Regions from separate parts of the Cricetulus griseus genome. Here region 1 is linked to region 2. The links are chromatin contacts, called in public Hi-C maps. All regions are on one chromosome and are shown on one strand. Each heading gives the region's core, a stretch centred on a gene start, on an enhancer-like site or on the middle of the called end of the contact. The rest is flanking DNA. Distances are from core to core; before and after follow the strand shown.

Evidence for each region. Hi-C and Micro-C count contacts between places; a contact is called where the count stands out from the background.
Region 1: a contact with region 2 is called in a Hi-C map of the CHO-K1 cell line, with 4 times the contacts expected there. The contact joins two enhancer-like sites. A contact is called at or near these places in 4 of 8 Hi-C or Micro-C datasets (the CHK-Q cell line, the CHL-YN cell line, the CHO-K1 cell line and 1 more).

The regions. Positions count from the first base shown.
Region 1 is chr5:86,773,540-86,780,032 of CriGri-PICRH-1.0, forward strand. All of the region lies in intron 3 of Camkmt (calmodulin-lysine N-methyltransferase), which reads left to right. Among named protein-coding and RNA genes, the nearest start is that of Camkmt, 92 kb to the left of the region's middle. Within about 2 kb of position 3,947, at least 1 of the 6 cell types and tissues checked has open chromatin away from gene starts, as enhancers often do. A contact at or near this core is called in the CHO-K1 cell line, where this site is marked.
Region 2 is chr5:86,705,430-86,712,176 of CriGri-PICRH-1.0, forward strand. The region is part of intron 3 of Camkmt (calmodulin-lysine N-methyltransferase); the gene reads left to right. Among named protein-coding and RNA genes, the nearest start is that of Camkmt, 24 kb to the left of the region's middle. Within about 2 kb of position 2,457, at least 1 of the 6 cell types and tissues checked has open chromatin away from gene starts, as enhancers often do. A contact at or near this core is called in the CHO-K1 cell line, where this site is marked.

The DNA.
Region 1 (6,493 bases), core at 2,697-5,196, 70 kb after region 2:
ACTGCAGGGGAAGCACTGGTCAGTATCTGTCACTCACACCCACACTGCAGTAAAGTGCCTTTCTGTTTGCACCCTATTCTCCTAAAGTGTAAGGGCCTCACACCAATAACTCTTCCTTATCCAGTGCCTGATTACATACAAGCCATGCTTATGCTATCCCACATGAAAAGACTGGCTAGGCACAAGAATAATAGGAAAAGCCTTGAGTATAAAATTAAAAGAAGGGAGGTCAACATAGAGGACAAAGAGGCGCCGAGGAAGTGAAGAAGGACAACAGGATGTATAAACACACAAACAGAAGGAAGGTCCTGGGGCCCAGGGAGGACTGTGGTCTTTGCAAGGGTTCAAGGGGCTGGGGGATGGAGAAGAGGAAGGAGGAGAACCAACCAGAATATATTTTTTGGGGGACTGTGTAATGAAACCTAATACCGTGAATACTAGTTTAAATATTTAAAAATATTTAAATAAATAAAAAGACCTGAAGTAGGATGATAGATTCACTTCAGGAATATATAATTGTGATTTTAATAAACTTGGTTTTAGAATTTACTGAAATACTATAGTTGAGCAAAAAATGCAACCATTTTAAAGCGTGAGGCATTAGCTTAACACTTTCATTTTGTATTCACTTGAACAGTTAATAAATCTTATTAATACATTATTTAAATTTTTAAAGTAAATGAAAACTTAAAAGATAAAGCTTAGTAAATATTGTAAGATATCATCCTGAGGAAAAAAGTACAGAGTGGGCCTTATTTGAAAAAGTATTTTTTACATATAGGTAAGAGAAGGTAGAAATTTGAAAGGAACAACTGGTATACCCAAAGCAAAACTAGTGACAGCATATATTACAGGCATGCTTCCCCCAAAGAAGAGAACAGCCAGATACCATTATAAAAGGGAACTCCATTAAAAAAAAAAAAACAAAAAAAAAACCCAATGTCTGATTTCATTGGCTCTTCATTTAGGAGTGTTCTGGAGAAAGATAATGTATGACTGTCATTAGAGACCTACCTGCTTATTTTCCTGTGTGTCCCTTCAAATCAAAGCTAGCATGTCCTTTGAAACCTTTCTTTTGTTTCTTATTATTCTACAGCATGTAGTACTTGCAATGTTATTGCTTTTGGTTTTGATGTGAAACAAGACTGACTGACTATTTAAAAGAAAAGAATGGTGTTACCTTGGTTGATGATTTAAAGAAAAGACTTCTTCATAATATATTTAAGACACCTAAGATGCCTTTTGTCCTCAGGGTAGCACTGTAGTTCTTCAGTGCTTGAGTCGATATTGCAATTTAATACTGCACCTACATAGAAAATTACAGTTTTTAAACTGTTTATTCTAAGTGCTTTCAAAATGAAGACACTACAAAAGTCGTAAAAGTGTGCTGTTGAAAAAAAATTAAGTAGAAGATTATTAATTCTATAAAGATCAAGAATATTGCAAATTCAAATGATCCCACTCATTATCAACATGGGGTCGCTCTACAGGTTTGCATATTGTAATATGTTCTTAAAATGGGATATGTAATGATTTTGTAGATCAACTATTTATATTTCCTAGCTGCTGGATCTCTTTCTTGCTGTGAAATATGTTCATTTTATTATGATAATATGAATGTATACAAAGACTATAAATGAAATGTTAAATCATGTTTCATTCAGGTTTTAAAAGCACCCAGTCCATTTTAAAGAATTTGGGTAACTTAATTTAAAAAATAAATTATTTTGTGAAAAGATGCTCGAAAACATGTGTTCCTTGTAGCAGTTCTCCAATGACTTTGACTTTCAAAAACATTTATTTATGTATTTGTTTGTTTGTTTATTTATTTGTGAGTGTGTGTGTGTGTGTGTGTGTGTGTGTGTGTGTGTGTGTGTTGCAATGTGCCACGGAAGGTTCGTGAAAGTCCAAGGGTTTCTTGAGGGAATTGGCTCTTTTTCCTACTAGGAGTCCCAGGGATTGAACTGAGGTCACCTGGCGTGGCAGCAGGCACCTTCTCCCACTGAGCCCTCTCACTGATGCAATATTTTCTTTTAAATTAGATTATTTCCAGGCTTGATTACCAAGATCTCAATTTGTAATCTGCAGAACTGGTGGCTTTGGAAAGACATGTAATTTCCCTGACTTTTCTCCTCCATCTGCAAAAATGGAGGTAATGCTTCGAACAGTGAATAAAAGACCAATGTTCATGAACAGAAAGCACCTAGCATGTGACGTAGGATGGGTACTAATAGCAGTGTAGTGATTATGGTCCAAGAGACCAACTCCTGGAAGCAACAAGAGCACATTTTTATGTGCAGTTATATAAAAGGTAGCCTAAGTCAGAGACTCCAAGAAATCATTACAGTGAGTGTATAGAGAAGGTAAGAGAAGCAAAACATGAAAAAAAAAACAAACCAAAAACCAAAAAACATAGAAGTATATTGTTCATTCTGTCTGTCAAATCACAATCCTATCAAAATACTTAAGGAAAGTCCAGTCTGCTGTAATGCGATTATTAATAGTAGCCTTAAGATTTGATCTAGCTGAGCACAGGCAATCCCATGAAGCTACCGTGAAGTTTGGTGACACCCAGCATTGCATCAGTGTCAGTACAGTGACTCCGCTTAAACAAATCCACATCAAATAACTACTCTTAGTCCTGTTGCTAAAATTTTTAACATTGTATTTCTTCACTTTGGTTTGGAAATAATTTAAGGCTGAAACCCCTGAACTTCAATGATCCAGTGAACCATCTAGAAATAACTTGTATACACTGACTCAGCTCTGACAAATGGGGAACCTGCATAAGACTCCTTTAATATAAGTGACAATGGTGTGACTGGGACAATATATGAGGCCACTAGCAGTGGGTCCAAGATCTAACACTAATGCCCAAACTGACTTAGTGGAGCCCATTCTATATGGAGAGATACCTTGCCCAGCCTAGACACGGGGGTGTGGGGGTGGAGAGGTGCCTTGGTCCTGTCTCAACAAGATGATGGGACAAACTTAGTAGACTTCCTAGGGGAGGCCTTACCCTCTCTAGGGGAACAAATGAGAGGTGGGGCGAATGGAAGGATTGGGAACTGGGATTGGAATGCAAAAAATAAATTAATAAAAAATGGAGGGAAAAAGAAATAACTTGTATAGGTAACTGGGGAAGTATAAAAGTGCATAGGCAGAGATGCAAGCAGAAGGTCTGGTGTTCCAGGAGCAGTTGGATTTCTGGTTGAGCACATTTGGCCTCTACCTTGCCCAGCTGCCTTTAATTAATCAATTAATTAATTGATTGATTAATTATTGCTGGGCATGTGTGCATGCCACGGCACACATGTGGAAGTCAGAAGACAACGTGCAGGGCTTGGTTCCCTCCCTTTACCTTGTGGATTCTGGGTAATGAACTCAGGCAGACAGATTTGGCAGTGAGCTCCTTTAACCACTGAGCCATGCGGGCTCCTAGCTGCCATCTCTTAACAATAAAAAGCATTTAAAGTCCACTAGCGTACAGAATAGTCACTTGAAGATGGTGCTGGGCCAGACAAAAATTTAAGATGATAGATGTAAACATTATCATCATCTTGATGTATGAGGTGTGGGCTAAGCCTGGTCACAACAGTTACCTCACACATAAGGCCCAATGGTATTTCCTCCATACACGATCCTTGATAACAAACAACCTATACAAGGTTGCAGCAGCAACTTATTTCAGTGTTAGTGGCTTTGAAAGTATACATGTGTACACAATGGATTTAACATGTAAAATAAAATAAAAAAAAACTGTGGTTAAATATTTTCTAGAAACCTTTGGTTTCTCAGAGATTTGAATACCACTTGAGAAAACATACCCTGAATTCCTTCTAGAGAAAGACAATAAGCATTTAGATTGTTGGCTAAATCTTTCATCCCCACCCTCACCAAAACAGTGACTCATACATTATCCCTGGCTAGCTTATAACTGACTGTGTAACCCTGCTGGCCTCAAACCCACAGCTCTCTTCCTGCCTCACCCTCCTCTGAATGCTGATATTATAGACGTAAGCCATCATCTCCAGCAAAACCTTCAGTCTTCACCTGATATTTCAGGAATAGTGAACATTTCAGGATAATTGCTTTTGCCTTTTCATAATTAGGATGGGCTATTATTTTCTTTCCTTGTTCCGTCCTAGGTGTGTGTGTGTGTGTGTGTGTGTGTGTGTGTGTGTGTGTGTGTGTGTTATTTGCCTGTTTACTTGCTTTTGCCATTGGCTATAGTTATGGGTAGTGGTTTAGGATTCAGTGTGGATGGTGTGTTCATAACTGCACATCAGACAGTATTTATTTCTGATTTGGACTAAATGGCTGCCTGTTACAAGGGCTTCCACTTTGTTTATAGGCTTTATTATGTTGTCCTCTGGAGATGGTAAAACCCTTTGTTTCTGTCCTTATTTGCAGCAATGCATGGCTAACATCTAAAATGCTTTATAACTTTGACAATTGCAAAACGGTTGGCTGTTTTAATATGTTTTAATAGATACAGGAGACAAAGGGACAGTATCATTTGGTGGTTACAATGAAAAGATAAGGAAATAAACTGCTTTTCTTTTTTAAGAAAATCCTTCTGGCATCTTCAACATGTATTGCTGCCATTAAAGGTTTGAGTTTATGGTTCCTTGTAGTAATACGTGTGTGTGTGTGTGTGTGTGTGTGTGTGTGTGTGTGTGTGTGTGTATGTGTGTGTGTAACATATATATGATCTATCTATCTCTCTATATATATGCATAGATAATAAATATGTTACCTAAGGAAGCCTCATGAAAAGGTCAATTCTATCTTTGCTATCACAGAAAGATAAATTCTAGAAAAAGGGATTAATTGTGATAACTGGCATTTTTACACCCAATAAACACACTTCCCTAAGTATTGCCCCTTGCCCCACCCTGGTGTGGTGAGTCTCAGCAGAATACATATGTCTTTTGTGGTCGGGTTGGTGCAGAATGGCTCTGAGTGAGATCAGATTAACAACTTGGGATAGATTTTGTGAAAGTGTTTATGTTCATGAATTTTGCAGAGTTCAAGGAGTTTTTTTTTTTTCTATCACAAATCACCTAGCAACTAGATTTAAGCAGAAGTTGGAGTTTATTTTACAAAACACGAAAAAGCTTTTAAACCAGCGTCTTTGAGGTAAATCTGTAGCCAAAGTGAGGCCACCTGCTGTTAAGAAAAGTGCTTACACATTCAGGACATTTCTGTCCCCAATAGAGGAGATCGCTGAGTAAAAAGCTGCCGTTGCAGCTTCCGTCCGATAGGTGGCAGCAGTTCCCGCAGTTTCAGAGCATAACAATAGCTGGGTCTGTGGCTCCAAGAATAAAGCTGTCATGAACTCATGGGATCTTTATACAGTAAGGGCTCTTCTTTGAAATGTGATACATGAGAAAATTACCATTAGTTTTTAGTTTCCTTTTTAAGATTTAAGTAGCTTATCTTTTTTTTTGTAAGTTCCATTTTGTGTTTGAAATGGTGCCCCAAACAAGTGTTAACAGCCATCATTTTGTGATGTTGTATTATAAAGTCGAGTCTTTGGGTTATCTGAGGGAAAGCTATGCTGCTAACTTCTTTCTCCCCTTTTCTTTCCCCCTCCCGGTGCCCTAATTACAAGAATAATCCATTGTTAATTTTGACTGCTGCTGCCGTCTCTACGAGCCTAATTTCCCTCATGCTTAGTAGCTGAGTGGTTAATGGTTTAACAGCGCCATTCACCTTCTAGGAGGCTTTGAACCAAATTGTAGCACCTATAAAAGAATGATTTTGCAACTGTCTTTAATAAGAAGGGGTTTTGAATAATGCCGTGGCTTCTGATCGGCTAAGAACCGAGGCAGCATCGCTCTTGGAGCAGCGTATCTTTTGGTCTCTTCCATGTTCGTACACACAAACCCTTCCCCTATTCAAAATACGTTGTAGGTGTAGGGGGGTGTGGGGTCGTTGTTCATTTTAATGGTAAAACTGATTGCCTAAAATGTGTTCTCTGGTAATTGTTTTAATTCAGAGAGTTGCATTCTTAAATGAACCCCCTTTTTTTGATCCAAGTCAAAATAGAGTTAAGCCTACCTTCAAAAATGTTTTTCCTCCCAGAAATTCAGTAGCAGCCACTGTCTTATTATTCAAATTAATCATCCAGAAACCGTAACACGATAATTTATTCAAATTAATATGAAAATTTGAGAATCCTATTTTTTTAATTTAGAAAAGACTAAGCTCTATTTATTTATTTATCATCTTGGGATAGCAGAAGTAGAAACGTGGCTGAAATACATGAGCATTCTTACATATTTTGAGGGAACATCTTGAACTGTTATTCTTTGGAACGCACCTATTTTTATCAGTCACATACATTTTTGATCTTTCCTGAATTTTGGGTTTTAGGACTAATCTATTTCTATTAAGTAAATAGAGCATCGAACTATTTCAAATGCAAGCATACATATTAAGTGTGCACTGTACATATGTTACACAGAGATACATATGTATAGTTCTT
Region 2 (6,747 bases), core at 1,207-3,706:
TATTAAAAAGTAATGCAAGGTAGTAGTAAGTAATTTTCCTGTCTGAAGATTTCACATGACTTTGTGATGTGCAAACACAATGTTGAATGATCATAACTAAAACAGTATGGCATCCATGTGTCAATGCTACAAATCAACATTTCAGAATAAAGGAGAGGATTCTCACAGACCTCAGATCAGGGACTCATGTGACCAAGATGGAATATCAGTAACAGGAAAGGATTCATTTCTTTAAATGAATACCTCTGAAAACACTTAACCAGGAATTTAAAAATAACAAAGTCAACTCCTTCCTTTATTCCATATCAGAATAAATTTAAATTGGATAAAATGCTTAATTGGAAACTGACATTCCCGTGTATTTCAGATGAATACCTTTGTTATATTGAGACAAGGATTCACTTCTAAATGTAATCCCAATCCTGGGATTTAAAGATTAATAAATAGGTTGACTAAAAGTTTGAGGACCCTTCATTTAAAAAGCAGCATCAATAATCTGGGTAGTGGTGGCGCACACCCTTAATCCCAGCACTTGGGAGGCAGAGGCAGTCGGATCTCTGTGAGTTCAAGGCCAGACTGGTCTACAGAGTGAGTCCCAGGACAGCCAGGGGTACACAGGGAAACCCTGTCCTGGGGCAGGGGGCAGCATTGAGAAGTTGGAATGCAAATGATGTGCTGGCATCAGTATATGCTGGCCAGTGGCATATATGTTGATGCTGGCATGGCGTATATGTTGACAAAAGGTATTCTCTAGAGAGTGTTGTCAGGGTCTGCAGCAGAACAAAGGCCAGCTGCAAACCAGCAAGCAATGGTTTGCCGTTACAGAAGCAGTCTGGCAGTTTAGCAATTTATATATCTAGTTTTTCACTATTTCCTTTCTGAAAAATAACGAAACTACCACATAAAGCTGTAAGTAAAAGGACACACTGCAGCACAATGAATGTAGATATCTAATTTTAGGTACTATATAGCTATGGACTATCTGTAAACTATGTTGAGTTAAAATTCAGTACAGTGGAGGCTGGGGAGATGGCTCAGCAGTTAAGAGCACTGTCTGCTCTTCCAGAGGTCCTGAGTGCAATTCCCAGCACCCACATGACAGCTCACACTGTCTTTAACTATAGTCCCATGGAATTTGATGCCCTCTTCTGGTGTTCAGACAAAACAGTCATAAAAATAAGTAGAACTTTAAAAAAAAATCAATACATTAAATGTGGTTTATTTATTTACTTATATGTGTGTGTGTGTGCAGTTTGTGTGTTTGGGTACACACGCACTGGCGTGGGGGGGAGAGTAAGAGAGAGACAGGGAGACAGAGACAAACAGAGAGACAGACAGGGAGAGAGACAAAGCAAGCAGAGAAAGACAGAGGACTAATTTTGGATGTCATCCTCACCCTCAGGAAAACCATCCACCTCTTCTGAGACAGTGTCTCTCATTGGCTCGGAGCTCACCAGTTAGACTAGACTAGCCGGTTAGGGAGTGAGCCTCCTGTCTCCTCTTCAGTGGTAAGATCATAAATATGGACCACCACTCCTGCCATTTTAATGTGGGTTCTGTAGTCAAGCTCATGTTCTCATGCTTGGGAGGCATCTCCTAGCCCAAATGTGGCCTTATTTCTGTAAAATACCTACACCTGCAAAGTGTGTGAACAACCATGATGACGTATGGAGCTGTGTTTCAGTGCTCAGTGCTTTGCTGGGATTTTGAGTAATGTGCATTTTCTTCATTATACTTTCCAGGATTGTTAGAATTTTATGCTATATATTACTTTTACAACTATGAAAAAACATTGCTTTCATTTTTAAAAGTATTCTTTATGGGGTTGAAGAGATGGCCCAGAGATTAAGAGCACTGATTGCTCTTCTAGAGGACCGGTTCAATTCCCAGCACCCACATGGCAGCTCGCAACTGTCTGTAACTTCAGTTCCAGGGGACCCGGACATCCATGGCAAAATGCCAGTGCACATAAAATAAAAATAAATTAATTTTAAAAAGTATTCTCTATCTTCCAAGTGGAGAATTTATCTTTGAAAGCTGTGATACAAATCTCAAATTGTTAAGGAATAATAAAACAATGCATTTTACCAGTCGAAAAACCAGAAAGTTCTTTGTTGTTCAATAGTGCTTCTTTCTGAGGGACTCACAGTGTGTCAGATGCCAGTGTCACCCAATACATTTTCAAGAACTAAAAAATCAAATGAATCAAATATCCTTACATTAGGGCTGGGGAGCATTAAGGATTATAGTCAATCAGTGATGAGTTTGGGGCAAACTTTGCAAATTCTTTTGGAAAATGAATCCTTAAAATTTTCTCTGTTTAGGATGTATGGGTAGGCAGCAGCCGTGAAATGTGAAGGACTTCAAAGGGAAGCCGGTGGTATGCAGTAGTGGCACCAGTCTTGGCTCCTGGCCCTTTTAAGAATCATGATTCATATAGTCTTTGGTTGCATGCCATTAGAAAAGATTAGGTTGCACTAGGTGGGGTGGGTGTTTCACCATCCGGCTCCCAGTACAATAGTTGGGGGAGCATGCTTTTTTTTGGGGGGTGGGGTGGGGCTCAGTGTTGGGTAAATACAGCCCAAGCCATGCAGAAGGCTTCACATGTGATATTAGGAGTCACCCGGCAAGGAACATTTAGAAGATGTCTCTTTTCAAATGCATGTCGTACATTTTCATTTGAAATGCCAGGGAGTTGGAAGAATTTAGATGTCTCTTTAAAACGTAGTTTTTACATTTTCATTTGAGACAAGGAGCTGGTAGGTTCCTCTTTGAAAATGGAACCGACTGCAGTGAAGCCTGGATGTGCTGTCATCAGTGTGTCGGGCCTGGAAAGGTCACCTGTGACTGTCGTATGTCTGCTTTAAGTGTCCATCATGCTCCGTGTCAGGATATGCCAGGCGGGTCACACTCTCCCCAGCAAATGCTGAATAGTATTCCTTTCTTCCTCTTCTTTTAAACAGCATCCTTTGAATTTTTTTATTCCCACATGGTGTTTATCAGCTCCTTTGTAAATATTACCCCAATGGATAAACTTAATTTCTTAAGGGGTGGGGGGAGGTACATAGAATAAGGCCAGTTGCTTAAAGGTTTAGTGAGTGACCACCCAGGAATTTAGAACCCGTCTACTGTATTCCTTGAAGGTTTCATCTCCCTCAATGGTGAGAAATGGATTTTAAAGTTCACCGAGAGAACTGAAAACCACAAGTGCTAACTTGAGAGATAAAAAATAACTTTGGCCAAGGGAAAAGCATGTGAGGGGTTGGATTGTCTCCCAGGAGCCTGGCTAAAGGTCACTGGAAAATAGGCTCTCCGGGGTTTCTGAGATGTAGTTGACATTCTAATGGAAAGGGGATTTTGGGAGTGAGGCCAGTAAGGAAAGAGTGTGCCGTTTCTTTGAACAGTCTTCACCCAGATGTCCCCTTTGTTTTATCTAATTCTTTTTCCTGAGAAGTGCTGCTCCTTGTGATCATAACACAACAGTGATGGTGATTTGTGGTCTGACATCGCCTTTCCTCCAAGGCATTCCTCAAGCCTAGGACCATAGTGATATTTTCAAATGTATACATAAGCAGCACACAGACAGCTCAACTGAAAGAATACCCATGTCTTCAGCAAAGTTATTTTGGTCACGGTCAGCCTTTGCACAGAGCATTGTTGTAGATATATGGACATTTGTATGGTCCGGATGCATTGTACTGTGTTATGAATTCTTGATGTGAAGAGAGCAGTTAATGGTTGAATGCATTGATTGTTTGTGTTATATGTGCCTCACTTTCTCCCCTCCACTCCCAACCTTTAATCTGAATATTTGAGTTGGGTCCTGGGGAGGTGGGAAGGAATGAAGAACAGATTCAAATCATCCTGTCTGTGCATGAGTCTGAAAATGTGGATGAATTATGCATATTGTAGACGGTCCGAATGCTCATCCTCATCTGTTTGTCTGAGTATGCTGGAGTAGTTGGAATGACCCCTGTAGGCAGTAAATACATGATGTATTGGAAGCCTTTGTCCTTCTAGGAGGTTGAAGGCCAGGTTTTTGTGTCATTGCCATTTCTCGGAATCTCTGACAGTTGCCATGACTTAATTTTTGACTGGAAGGTGTCATGAAACTCAGACTCAGAACAGAGACCGATGGTATTTTGCTTAATCTTGAACTTTGTTGTTTTTATTTGAATATTTTTTTTAGAACATACTGCAGGGTTGGTGGATAGTCATTATGTATACAACTAAGAAATGCAAAATTTCCTTTAAAAGAGAAATTAGAATAATGAGAAGTGTATAGAGAGAAGGAAGGCCTTGATTCATATTACTCATTTTGAGCTTCCTGTTTTTATATCCTACAGATTTGTAATTTGCAATTTAGAACTCACCTATGTACTGTATTTGTAAGCTATATATAGTTTTTATTTTTCTCCAAAAATAAAATTCAGCCTCCTTGATTGCAGGGAGGTTATGCAGTGTTTGTAAAGCCTGTAGTTTGATCGCAGAGGGTGTCGGTTCAGTGAAGAGATTGTCAAGGAACTTGTGGATTTTACTTTTCTTTATTAGGTAGCACAAAGGCCATGACAAGTTCTCTTTTTGTCTTCTGCCTCCTGCCATCCCATATTGCTGCCATTGCTATCTGTGCTTACTAAATATACAGTGACCACACAGAGAAGCCTCGACAATTCCAGTTCTTCCATTTCACTTGCTTTTCCCTCTGATTTTCTACTGTAAAACATGGGACAAACCTGCCAAGGGAAGCTGTCACGGAGGATGTGGAGCCTGGGGTGGACTGACTGGAGTGAGGAGGACAGAGAAGGCTGATCACACAGCCATGTTCATCTATCAGTGTTGTAATTGTGCTCAGTATATTAGCAGTGCCTCCTTTTTTTCTTCCTTTTTTATTTAAATTAGAAACAGTATTGTTTTATAAGTAAATCCCAGTTTCCTCTCCCTCCCCTCCTCCCCTGCCCCCACCAAGCCCCTATCCCATCCCTTTTCTGCTCCCCAGGGAGGGTGAGGCCTTCCATGGGGGATCTTCAACGTCTGTCATATCATTTGGAGCAGGGCCTAGGCCCTCCCCTGTGTGTCTAGGCTGAGAGAATATCCCTCTATGTGGAGTGGGCTTCCAAAGTCCATTCATATACTAGGGAAAATTACTGATCCACTACCAGAGGCCCCATAGACTGACCAGGCCTTCTAACTGATACCCACGTTCAGGGGGTCTGGGTTGGTCCTATGCTGGTTTCCCAGCTATCAGTCTGGGGTCCATGAGCTCCCTCTTTTCCTTCTAAAGAGGGCCCATGTTGGATGGTTAATTTTCTGTGTGTGCTTAGAAGCCAGGGGAAGAAACATTAGATTGAATTTATTATGTATATCTAGGAATACCTCTTTATCTCACTGTAGTACTTTGACTAGGATCTGGCCCAAGGGGTATTTAGTATTTATTGGTTTGTCTAAATCTCTAGTCATATTTAAATAAATCCATTCATCCTGTACATTCTTTTTGTATTTGATTTATTCTTCTATATAATAGGTATGTTTAGGTCTAAATTTTTTTTTATTGGTTTTTTCGAGACAGGGTTTTTCTGTGGCTTTTGGAAGCTATCCTGGAACTAGCTCTTGTAGACCAGGCTGGTCTCGAACTCACAGAGATCCACCTGCCTCTGCCTCCTGAGTGCTGGGATTAAAGGCGTGCGCCACCAACGCCCAGCACTTAGGTCTAAATTTTATAGAAAATACAGTATAGTCCCCTAAATGAATAGAAACTGAATTTAGAATATATAAATACTTTTGTATAACTAAATCAATAATCAAAGAATTATAACCAACATGTTAAAGTAGGGAGAATTCATATGCTGTAGGTTTCCAGGATTTTTTTTTGGAGAGAGCATATAATCCAGTGTCACTGAGTCTGAGCTCACATACATGACACTCACTGGAGAGACCACGGTTTTGATTTTACTCTTCCCCTAACCAGTGGACATTTGCGTTTACAACCACATTATCCTTTGTAGATTTGGAAGCATTTAAGACACATTTATTTTGTGTACTTTTCAGCTTACTTAATTATCTTCCTAAGAGTAGTAACTTTCATTAATTATTTTACTTATTAACGTCAATGAAATAAAATATTTGCAAGTAATTTTGGTGATACCTTTAAAACTCAGCAGGTTAATACCTAATCCTTTTGAAAATATTTCTCCAAAATCATCTGAAAATAGTAAGCACTACCAGCAAATATTTATATTATTCTATTTAATATAAATCTAAGCTAATATTCTTATAAATACTTCTCAACAGCCAAGTATGTTAAAGAAAACATGTGTTTTAAGACTTGTTTGGTTGAGCTAAATTTGTGAAATATATTTTTAAAATAAAATTGAAAAGTAACATAGAACCACAGAAGAACAACAAAAGAAAATTTAAGTATTGGTGAGTATATGTGTGTGCATGTCTACATATATGTGAATATGCATATATAAATATTTCATATATACCTGATCAAATAGTTAACTTGATCTTCACTTACCTTTTCTTATCTTATTTATAGATTGGAAAAGAAAGAGCAATCTCAACAAATGTTTGTTAAGTACCTCTTATGTGCTGTCCTGCATTTTCAATTCTCAAATGACCTCTCAACTTTGACTGAACTTCTACAAAGGAATAAAACATTCTTTCTACATATGTTGAAGAAACTACTGTGTTAATATCTGGATCAGTTTCAGTGTTTGGTACATCCAGGTACTTGGATGATTTCTG